2 separate regions of the Hordeum vulgare genome follow, and region 2 is linked to region 1. A link is a contact called in public Hi-C data. All regions are on one chromosome and are shown on one strand. The core of a region is the stretch at or near the end of the contact, and the rest is flanking DNA. Distances in the headings are between cores, read along the strand shown.

The links. Hi-C and Micro-C count contacts between places; a contact is called where the count stands out from the background.
Region 2: a contact with region 1 is called in a Hi-C map of leaf, with 5 times the contacts expected there. The contact joins the promoter of LOC123444214 here to the enhancer-like site in region 1. A contact is called at or near these places in 2 of 6 Hi-C or Micro-C datasets (leaf and seedling) and 1 of 1 datasets of contacts at active chromatin or transcription factors (embryo).

Annotation. Positions count from the first base shown.
Region 1 is chr3H:451,737,093-451,742,802 of MorexV3_pseudomolecules_assembly, forward strand. It overlaps LOC123441848, which reads right to left. Exons shown (of 3, transcript XM_045118054.1): 3 at 5,121-5,224. The coding sequence ends at 5,121. Among protein-coding and RNA genes, the nearest start is that of LOC123441848, 11 kb to the right of the region's middle. Within about 2 kb of position 2,854, at least 1 of the 3 cell types and tissues checked has open chromatin away from gene starts, as enhancers often do. A contact at or near this core is called in leaf, where this site is marked.
Region 2 is chr3H:451,890,236-451,895,945 of MorexV3_pseudomolecules_assembly, forward strand. It overlaps LOC123444214 (cytochrome c1-like), which reads left to right and starts at 3,630. Exons shown (of 4, transcript XM_045120867.1): 1 at 3,630-3,948; 2 at 4,256-4,746; 3 at 4,836-4,943. The coding sequence starts at 3,771. The coding sequence ends at 4,937.

The DNA of each region.
Region 1 (5,710 bases), core at 1,604-4,103:
TACAAATGTCCCATTTGTGTCGCGACCCAGTTCCTCAAGTCAGCTAACCCTTGTTTATGGACACCGGTGTTTGCTCAGGGACAACTGGGTGAAGTGTCATGTTGAAATAGAGGGGTTTACTGTAAGGGTCATGAGCCATCCTTATTAGGCCAGGGGCTTGTGAGTATATTATAAAATAGATAGTAGTATATATTTTATGGAAAACTCTTAAATTCAACCGACTGATCCGCCGTTGGAGTGACACGCGTCCTCGAAGGCCCACATCCGCTTTCCCCTCCTCCATCTCTCGTACCTTATCCATCTACTTCATAGTTCTCCTCGTGATCCCCTTTTTCTCCGGTCTGCCTTTTCCTCTCCGTTGCTCCATCTTCAATTCAGCTTCTCCCACCCACGCGCCGAGGCAGCTATCCACAGGGCCGGCCCATAGGCCGGGGCAACGGGGCTACCGCCCTGGGCCCCTGGGAGGTAGGGGCCCCTTCCTAGGCAATAGTAAATTTTACGTATTAGGATATTTTTTTCCTTTAGGTAGAAAAAATTAGAGGGAAAAATGCCCAAGCCCACCACGTAGCTAGCACTCCCGGACGGAAAAAAACGATTGCTGGTTCGCTAGGCTGCTGCAGCACTCCATCGATCTCCTCCAATCACCTCGCCTCTTTGGCTCCTAAAAAACCTCGCCTCCTCGGCTCCTTCCCCAAATTCTCCAATCCCAGACAACAACGCCACCCCTCGTGCACTTCCAAATTTGAGGTGGTGCTCCCTGCATCCATTAATGGAGAACGATAGTGCTATCCCCTTCCCCAATCACCTCTCATTGCATCCTCAACGTTTCCCATCAATAGACGTTTGAGGCATCACCACATCAAAGATGGTACGTCTCCCTTCTTCGCCTAATCAAGTACTCTTTTTCATTCCTCTTAAACATCCCGCCTCTCCATCTGACATCTTCAATTCTTCTCTTCCTAGTTTCTACTCTTTTGTTGGCATGTTCTTCAAACCTTCATTCGATCCAGGGATGAGAACGGGAAACGGGGAATGAGTATTGCAGCCTTGTAGATCTCGGAAACTACATTGTGAATATGACATCAAGCCATATGCCCATACTCACGTGCTTTTGTTCCCTGTATATATTGACAGTTTTTCTGTAATTATTTGGTGACATGTGTTCTGAAAATTGTTTATATGTGAGAAAAGAAAGTGAAAAATAAATAAAATGTTCAAGTTGCTATCAGTTTTGACAAGTTTTCATATTTAAAAGAGCGAGATGATAGTCTCTTTTGTGCAACTTAGAAGCGCGCTCTTTTATAGAACTATATTGTTTCCATATTATTCTGATGTAGTTCTCTGGACGATCAATCTATGCTATATACTGAATTTCTTTCGAGAAACAATATATTCTTAATTTTTATTTTGTCCACAAGGGCCTCATTTTATCGTCTCGTCCCATGGCCCGGAATATGTATGGACCGGCTATCGCTATCCAACCACCCCGCGTGCACAAGGTCGCCATTGCTCTAAGGCGGGGGTGCACCGGCGTCGTCGTGGGGTGCCGGGTGGGGCTGCTGCGGCCGCCATCGTGGATGCTACCCAACGGTCGCTCGCTGAGTCGAGAACCTGTTGCGATCTACTGCAAGGGCCCTGCCGCCCGGCCTCACCGATGCTATAGGAGGAGACGTCATCGCTGCTCGCCCGTGCTACCGGCGTGCTCCTGTGAGTGTGATGTCGAATGTACCCATCGTGTTGTGAGCCGCGAGCGTTCTCGTCGGCGACACCTTATTCATAGCAACACGGGGAGAGGAAGGTACGTGTTTGTGGAAGGTGTGGCGTTGCATGCGCTTGAAGTACGGCGACGATGAGCTCTCGGCGCTGGCATCACTGCCGCATCTCCCGCTTCATCTTTTCGCCGGGGTTGCAACGAAGCTTCGACGGAGTTGCAACGAGCTTCGCCGGAGCCGTCGGTGCTGCGTTGGTGCTCCGACGGGGATGCAATGGACCTTCGTGGAGTTGCAATGGAGCTTCACCGGATCTATCGGTGCTGCAATGGAGCTCCGCCGGAGTTGCAATGAAGCTTCGCCGGAGCCATATATGCTGCGTTGGAGCTTCGGCGGGGCTGTAATGGAGCTTCACCGGCCGCTGTGGGTGCTGCCAAGAGAGCTACAATGTAACATTGTCGAATGCCATCAGTGCTGCATAGAACGTGTCGCAGGCTCCGTTCTGCCATAGTGTTGATGTGATCGGACAGTAATCAGCGCATAAATCATATGGCTGGCGAGCTGGATGATTTCTTTAGAAAATCATCCAGTTGATTTGTAGCAGCTGTCATATTTGGCTTTTCCCGCTGCTGCCAGGCAACATGTACATACACACATACTCCCTTCGTTCCTAAATACTCCCTCCGTTTCAAAATAACCGTCTTAACTTTGTACTAGCTCTAGTACAAAATTATATTAAGCTTAAGACATTTATTTTGGGACGGAGGGAGTATAAGTCTTTTTAGAAATTCAATTAGGAGACTACATACATAGCAAAATGAATGAATTTACACTTTAAAATGTGTCGATATAGATCCATATGTAGACTTTTAGTGAAACATCTAAAAAGACTTATATTTAGGAACGGAGGGAGTACATGTTTTTTTGCGGGGAAGATACATGTGTATAACAAAGGAGACGAATGCGGTGTGAAAAAAAAAAACAGATACTCCGTACTATATCTGTTTGCCTTGTCTCTAGAAAGGCAATGCAAAAAACGCTTCAAACGTGTCTACAAAAATAATAATATTAAAGAACACCACTACACAGCGGCACCGCATATGTATCTTTCAGTGCGACGGCTGCTGGATACACCATGCATAAAAAATGTTTTGTTTTACAACTGTTTGTTTGTTGGTAGGACACGCATGAGCCTACTTTTACCTGTCGCTTTCACGTTGCCCTTCGTACTTCTTTTTTCAACAAAAAGGCTTCACCTACGATCCCGTGTCGCTTTCACTATGTCTAACCATTAGCTCCTTCTCCAACAGACTTGCAGTGATGTTGGTCATTAGATCTGCTTTCACGAACAAAACATTAGGGAGGAAACCAATGATAAAATGAAGGTTTTGAAGGAAAGAAGACAATGTAAGCTGCAAAATTTTGATTTTCGTACTTACCTACTCCCTAGTTTCCGGATAAGTTGTATCAAATTTCTAGATTATTTATATCAGGTTGTCAGATTAACTGTTGCGCTTCATTCGCAAAAAGAAAAAAACTTAGTTGTTGAGCTTGCCATGTTTGGATTTTACGGCTACTCTTAACTACCAGATTAATTTAATCAGGTTGTCAGATTGGTTGAATCCCGTTGCCAGAATAGTGGCCGAGACTCCCATACTCGAATTTGTTGTACATGTTTACCCCATAATTTTCAGAATTAATTATATGAACTTGTCAGAATAGATAAACCAGGTTGCCAAGTTAGAGAATGCTTACTTCTCAGAAATAAAAGTACCTAGTTGCCAGATTAGAACTTCGTAGTAGTCGCTACAGAATTCGTTGCCAGAATTCATTGTGAATCCTAAAAATTGTCATGTTAATTAAAATAGAGGCAAGAAAGGGAAGTGGGAAGATCATATCAATTGTATAGCCCAAGCTCAAAATCATAACATACCAAATCATTTTGCTATCTAATGCTTGATGGGGGCATCATCTTTGGGGCCTTCTTTGCATCATCCGTAATGACAGCGTGATGTGGAGTTAAGAGAAAGATTGATTCGTGGAGGAAGAAGGTGGTGTGAGGTGGTTGTAGCAGGGAATCTACAAAGATAGAAAGCATCCATGGAGGTGAAGGGGAACACACGAGAAGAACGAGGAGGGGAACAGGCAAAAGAGATGGGGACATACGTGAGAGAGAGGGAGGGAGAATGATATGTGGATAAGGTTGACTCGAATTAGTATGCGGCCTTCTCTCTGAGCTGCTGGATGAAGCGCGGCACGTCACCAGCGTCCCGCCGCACGGAAGGATAGGCGTGTGCATGCTACTAGTTAGATTTTCCCTAGATTAAAACACATTAATTTATATACGTGTAATAGTTTGCTCTTACAAGTTTCGGTAAACAACTACTCCAATACAATATACTACGATCTATCTTTTCCCTAATAAAAAGACTATGATTTATCCTAAAAAAACTATGATCTAGAAAGAACTGGGATAAAATAGCCACATGGCATCAAAGCCGAAATATTCATTTGGGGGGCTTGTAGTTTTTAATCTTAGATTGAATACTTCACCGTTGTCTATAAAATAAATAGCATCTTCTTCAATCTCGTCACCTGCAACGACCGATTTGCTGGAGTGTTTGCTAAGAAAGAGTGCATGGCCATGTAGCCCAATCGACACGGGCACCCACGTGCTTGCACTGACGTCCGCTTCAAAAACCTCAACCTTACGAGTGAAACCTTCAAGGAAGATAGTACATTCCATCTCGCGCCTCACCATAAGGAGCTTCCCGTGCGATTCTACGAGGTACCAGATGGTCAAGATATCAACATAAGGTCTCTCGTGGTCGCGTGCCAAGTGCATAGCGTCGTTATTTATGTGGTCGCCACGTCTCTTTCCCCATGCATCATTGGCTTTCTCAAGAGTGACAATCGGACCTGTGATGACACGCTTAATGCTGGTAACTGTAGGTATGCCCTTGCTATCAAAGGCGATGCCAAAGGAGATGAGGTTCTCAGCCTGTGTGATCGCATAGAGTGTATCTCCCACAAACGCGACGTCAATGATACAGGTGAAGGGTTGATGTCGTGGCTTGGGTAACCACACACCCCTGCCTGGCTTTAGCAAGATGATGGGATGATTGCGATTGTTGGTCCTTATAACGACGAGACCAACGAGGCCCGAGTGCATCAGCACCTTGTGGATCTGAAAGGTTTTGGGAACATTGCCGATTACAGCGTCAAGCTCCGGGAGCTCCACCATCGTCCTTGAGAAAGGATTAGTCAACACGTATATATGCCTCTTCTTAGTATTGGTGTAACTCATGGCGAGAAAGCAGTCCGTGGAACCAATGAAGCGCAGGTGTTTTGGAAGGACGAACATTCTGTGGCGGCCGCTCTCAAAGGGGAGCAACACGGATCCTGCTGGGATCATGACCTTGGGTAGCTTTCGTGGAGACGGGACAGACCGCCAGGAACGGCACACTGCTCGGAAGCGAGCGTGGTCAATCGGGTCCGGGAGGCCGGCGATGATGATGCGTAGAAGCTCTCTGGGGAGATCCGACCATGTAGAAACGGACGCCATCGATGAATCAACCCTTTAGTATATACTTGACACAATTCGTCCAGTTTGTGTACGGCGCACTTAATCAAGACGTTGGTGCCTGGAACAAAAGTGCAGCGGAGCATCAGATTTTGCGTCGGGCACAAAGCGTACCATGAAGCATGGGTCACAACTCACAAACTACCTAACTTAATTGCACCAGGAAGGACAAACTTACCAGAAGGAAAGTTATCGCGGGAGAATCCACCATTGATCAGGCAGTACAACTTTGCAACAGGAAAGAGAGGTTTTTATAAATGGAAAGGAAACGAGTCCCGGCCCCGTCCGATGCTAGGCCTAGAAGGAAACATATGCATGCCTTAGCCAACCCGGAGACTAGTTTTCTGTTCCGTGTACGTACGTGTCGGTTAAATGTAACTCCTCTCCGATCAGCCGTCCGATGCGTCTTCCACACGCG
Region 2 (5,710 bases), core at 2,380-4,879, 150 kb after region 1:
ATTTTTTCCTTTTGCTTTGCAGAAAAATGATGGAGCACGGGTTGAATAACAAAAATTACAGGGGCTTTTTTTATAAAAATGTCGCGGTGGGTTTTCCCACGGAAGCAATAGCCGCTTTATTATTAGGTATAGATTCTCTGCTCCTCCGCTTCTTATTCTCCTTCTTCTTCTTCTTCTTCTTCTTCTTCTTCTTCTTCTTTTCTTCTCCTCCTCTTCTTATTTTGCTTTTTCCTATTCTTATTTTCTTCTTTTTGTTCATCTTTCTTCTTCTTCTTCTAACCCTAACCTAATTCTAAATATTACTAACCCTGATAATCTAGAACTAACCTAATAACAACAGAAATTAAATAAAAAATAAAAAATAAAAAAATCTAAATATTTTTCTTCTTCTTCTCCTCCTCTTCTTCTTCATTCTATCATCCTCTTCTTCTTCCTTTTCTTATCCTCTTCTTCTTCCTTTTCTTCTCCTCTTCTTCTACTTCTCCTCCTCTTCTTCTTCCTTTTCTTCTCCTCTTCTTCTACTTCTCATCCTCTTCTTCTTCCTTTTCTTCTCCTCTTCTTCTTCTCTTGATCTATAACTACACCACAACATGTGGAGGAGGGGGCGGGGGCGTTCGACGCGAGGGACAGAAGCATGGGGAGGAGGGGCGGGGGGCTTACGAAGCGGCAGGGGAGGGGGTTCGGAGGCACGCGCAGGGACGGGCAGGGATGGCTCCGGCGGGCGGCGGCGGCGACACAGGAGCGCGTGGGGAAGAGGAGGAAAAGGGAAGGAGTGGAAAGAGAGTTAGGGGATTTTGGAGCCGACACAGGAGCACGTGTGCCAGTAGCGCTTTTTCTGGAAAAACGATACTTAGCAGTAGCGCTTTTCCCAAGCGCGCGCTGCTACTACTGCTACCGGAGCGGCAGGGGAGGGGGGGGGTCGAAGGCGCGCGCAGGGACGGGCAGGGAGGGCTCCGACGGCGACACAGGAGCGCGTGGGGGAGAGGGCGGAGAGGGAAGGAGTGGAAGGAGAGTTAGGGTTTTTTGGAGCCGACACACTTTTTCTGGAAAAGCGCTACTGCTATTCTACTTAGCAGTAGCGCTTTTTCCAAGCGCGCGCTGCTACTACTGCTACCATCGATGGGCTCGTTGGGCCACGTTTAGCAGTAGCGTTGTTTACATATCAAGCGCTACTGCTAAGGCCATGACTAGTAGCAGCAGCGCGTGCCATATTCCAGCGCTACTACTAGGCTCCTACCTATAAGATTTTCCCTACTAGTGTAGTGAGACTGTCGTCGAAAGTCATACTCCGGTTGTGGATGGAGTCGTTGATGGCGGCGCCTTCAGGCGTCGTTCCCTTGTTGGTGGCGTCAATGTGGCCGCTCCCACTTTGTCTTTCCTGACGTGCTCCGAGAAAACCCATGATCTAGTTTAGATCGGACGATGACGACGCTATTTAGAGTCACGTTATCTTTTGGGGCATCGTCAAGGAGATGGATCCGGTTAGAGGGACCCGTGGCTCACGAGGATGTGTGTGCTGTTTGGTGAAAGGCGTTGTGTGTATGGTTTTTGGATCCGATTTCCCTTGAAAACTGAACCAACCTTTTTCTATCTATTCAACGAATTTCGCAGTTAAACTGCTAACATTCAAAAAGCTTTAATAAAAGTAGATCAAAATTGAAAAACAGATGAATTACATGAAAATTATAATAACATATTTGAAGAAAACACACCACACAACAAAACAAAGTAGTAGGAACTTAAGAACATATTTGCTTTCTCTCGTTGTCGAGTGTTAAAAAGAACAAACTTGCATTCTCTTGTTATGTTTCAATTATATGTATCCGTGCTTCTCGAAACGTGCAAGAGTGTGTATTGGTTGTACACGTCCTAATCGTTGTATTGTGATGAGGGCGTGTGCTTCTGGGTAGAATGCTTTCTTGCTCTATGATAGAGTGCCCTCTCGATAAAAAACACAACTAATTGTCAAAAAAAAAAAGGAAAGCTAATCGTCAATTGCGTCGTGACTCATGAGAAAGCACAGTTAATCGTGCCATTGAAATGCATAGGAGTATTTGTTTCAGATTACATGTCACTGTTGGTTCCCATATGTTTTTAGAAGAATAGCCACGGAATCATTTATGTCATTCTCATGCTGGTTTAATGTAGGCCCGGTCTCATCCATGGTATGATGATACGTGCAACATGGAGCCATACAGACGGTCGAGGAGGAACTACACGCTAACCAGCGCTCCCCAGTCCTTTTCCAGGGGCATCTTCGCCCTTTTTTTCTTCTTCTTTCTTCCATATAAACAATTACGCGCTCCAAGCGAGTGAGTGCATGTTAGCCTGAGGTGCTTGTGTTCCGCACTGACATCCACATGCGTCGCGTCGGGACAGCGTGGGAACGGATTTGTGCGGCACCTGAATACTTAAATCATACAGTACGTCCCTCTGGATATTGAATTGGTACAAAACGGAATCAGGTTTGAAACAATTCAAACAGGAATCTCGCACTCAGATCGCGATAACATGCTGGTTAACTAGTGCCAGATTCGAATAACCAGGCCTTTTTCTTATCCTCAAGTTGGCCAGTTTTGTCTCTCTCTAAGGAAGACGGGCAGATTTAAATCTCAAGGACCAGAGACACCAATAACCATACGGCTGCATTTTCACGGACAGAAATAAATAAAGAAAAAGCTTGAAGGAACGGGCGTGGAAACCAATGCGTCCAATTGATGATCTTCGATTAGACGGCCGACCCTTCCAATCCAAGACGACGCCCTCGTCCCACTGTGGGCCGATAGGCGAGTCTCTGGATCCAGTTCGTCCATCAGTCAAGGTGGCACATCAGTCCGGCGCCCCTAGCGCTCAAACGGCGTGGGCCACGTCGAAACCAACAGCGGCAAAGGGGGAGCCGCTGGCACGAGTTCGGTTTGGTGTCCAGGAGCGCACCGGATCGTGTGGCTCTCTTTGAAACAAGCCTGCATCTGTCACCGGGAAAAGGTGTCGACGCGATTTTCTGCGCACGAGGACCGTGTGGCCCTTGTGTCATCAACTTATTACTAAGGTGTCGAAAAAGAGAGAGGGTGTGGCAAATTGGCTGTACCAGCCTGGAGTTGAATTGTCATCTTCTAAAACGTATTGCGGTGCAGCCCATGGCCATTGGAGCGAGCAGCCGTTTTTAGATCAGGGGATTCGCATGCAGCCAAGCTGGGCACGTTGTGGTTAATGGACGAGTTAAAAAAGGTCCGAGACACCGTTAAAAAAAAGGTGTTGGAGGCGGGGCGGCCTCCTCTTGATACGAAACGCACCGAAACGCTCCCGTGGGCAAATTGCTCGGGAATCCTCGGGCTTTTTTTGCGGAACAACTTTAGTTGTGTAACTTTTGTGTTTCAGTTTAATTTGGACATTTCATATGTGTTGATGAAATTTACAGTCCTTTCATGATTGGAATTGTCATCGAAAGACGTCATAAGTTGACTTATCACTTCAGTTTCTTTTTAACATGACAATATTAACCTGCCGAGGATAGTTTAATAGTGAACTAAACATATTTTCGGGATAAATAACAATATGTACAACTTGAGAAACAAACGATACGTTTTCGGCACAGATAAATAAGATAACGCCGTTCAAATTCGACCCATCTGTGTAATGTAAACCTAGCAAAAACTGATCCCCTCCCTCCCTCCCTCCACAACAAAACAAATCTGCTCCCCCCTTCCCCTTCCTCCCCTCCTCTCTCCTCCCCTCCTTCCATCGCCGGCGCCGCACCCTCCAATTCCGCCATGCCGAAGGGCGCCAAAAAGCGCGCGAAGCTCAAGAAGAAGCAGCAGGGGGGCCAGCCCGCCGGGTCCAACGGCGGCGCCACCACCACCAACAACAACGACGGAAGCAATAACTCGAGCCACGGCGACGCCGCCAGCGATGGAAACCACCTACCAATCAAACTTACCATTCCTCCCGGTACGCACGCATGGCTTGGCACCCACCCCTCCCCTCCTCCCCCTCTCTTTAAGCCGCGGGCAGATCTGCGCCACGCCGCTTTCGGCTCCAGCGGGGAGGGCAGGAATCGCCTTTTGCGCTTGCAGCGAGGGTGGCATTCGCGCGCCCTCCGCTGGCGCCGCCCGCACCTCCCCCACCGCCCGCTTTATGAGCTGTTCGCCTTTTTCGCCTCGCCTCGCCTCGCCTCGCCTCCTTTCGTGCCCTACAAGATGATGGATGCGTGTGTGTGTTTTTGATGCCGTGTGCTTGTGTTCGGTGGTGGGCGCAGTGGACGCAAGCGAGGATTCCATGGAGAGCTCCGAGGAGATGGTGACGCCGAGGGCGGAGGTGGCCGACGAGGAGAGCAAGGGCGCCGCGTCGGAGGTGCCGGTTGAGCGCGCCGTCGAGGTCGCCGATGAGGGCGCCACGGGCGAGGCCGGGGAGGAGGTCATGGTTGACGCTTTGCCGCCTGAAGCTGCTGATCCGGAGCAAGAGGGTAAGGTGGACGTGACGGCGGAGGCGCATGCCGTGGTGCAGGAACCGGAGGTGCAGGACGTCGTGGTGTCCGAAGCACCCGAGGTGCTGGAACCAGAGGTGAGGAGCGAGGAGGTCGTGGTCCGGGACACGGCCAAGGTGCATCCTGCGCATCAACCGGAGACGGAGACGAAGGCCGAGGGGGTGGTGGTCAGGGATACGGACACGGCTGCTGTGGTGCAGGAACCGGAGGCAAAGGATGAGGTGTCACGGTCTCGTGAGCCAGCTCCTGCGCAGACTACAGAGGTACAATAACGTTTCTGCTTGTTTGCCATCCATCCCCTGTATTTTGAAGCTGTGATATCTCATTGGGTGGGTTATTACTTTTGCTGCAGGTTGTACGGGGACCGGCAGTGGCGGTTGCTGCTGCGGGGCATCGGGCAAAATGGTGGAATTGCTGTGGGATTTTGGATGTCTTTGCTGGTTCAGAGAGATAGATGCAGGTGAGTTGGTTTTGTGCGTGGTTATGACTGTGTTTGATAATTCCTCGTTCATTGAGAGTGCCATTCAGTCAATTGTTTGTATGAATTCTGTGCAAATTGTGTGATTGTGAGTGAACAAAACCTTGTGTGCTGCACCTTTGAACATGAGATGCAGATTTGTATTCCCTATGCATAACTTAACATCTGGAATCTGTACTAAAACAATTGGATGCAACTGGGGAACTTGAATCATTTGTTCGGTAAATGGCAGGAGCACAGCCCATTCAGTAAATACTAACTTCAATTCCGCATCTCATGTTCAAAGGGACATATTAAAGTCTTTGTCTTTCTATCGTGTTCTGCTCACAATCCACGACCCTTCTTTATAAATTGGTATGCTCCTGGTATTGGCACTTATCATATTCAATACAAACATGTCTTGAATTGTTTTTGTAGGATCAAATGTAGCAGCACTTGTGATTTTACCTTTCCGTCTTAAAGTATTCGCAACTGCTGACACCATATTTCTACAGCTGGAAACATATTTTACTGAGTTAAGAGAAAATGATGCCAGAAGAAAACTTTGAACAAGTTCTCTAAGATAATTTTTACATGTGGCTTTTAATCTTTCAATTTTTTTATGACTGCTAGGTTTATTAGTAGAGTAGCTCTCGTACCATGTAAATATTTCTTCAATCTTAATGCTCCCCTTATTTTCACCAAGAGTTATCTGTACAATAGAAGCACCATTCTGGGCATATAAATCTTTCCAATATGTATGGAGGCAT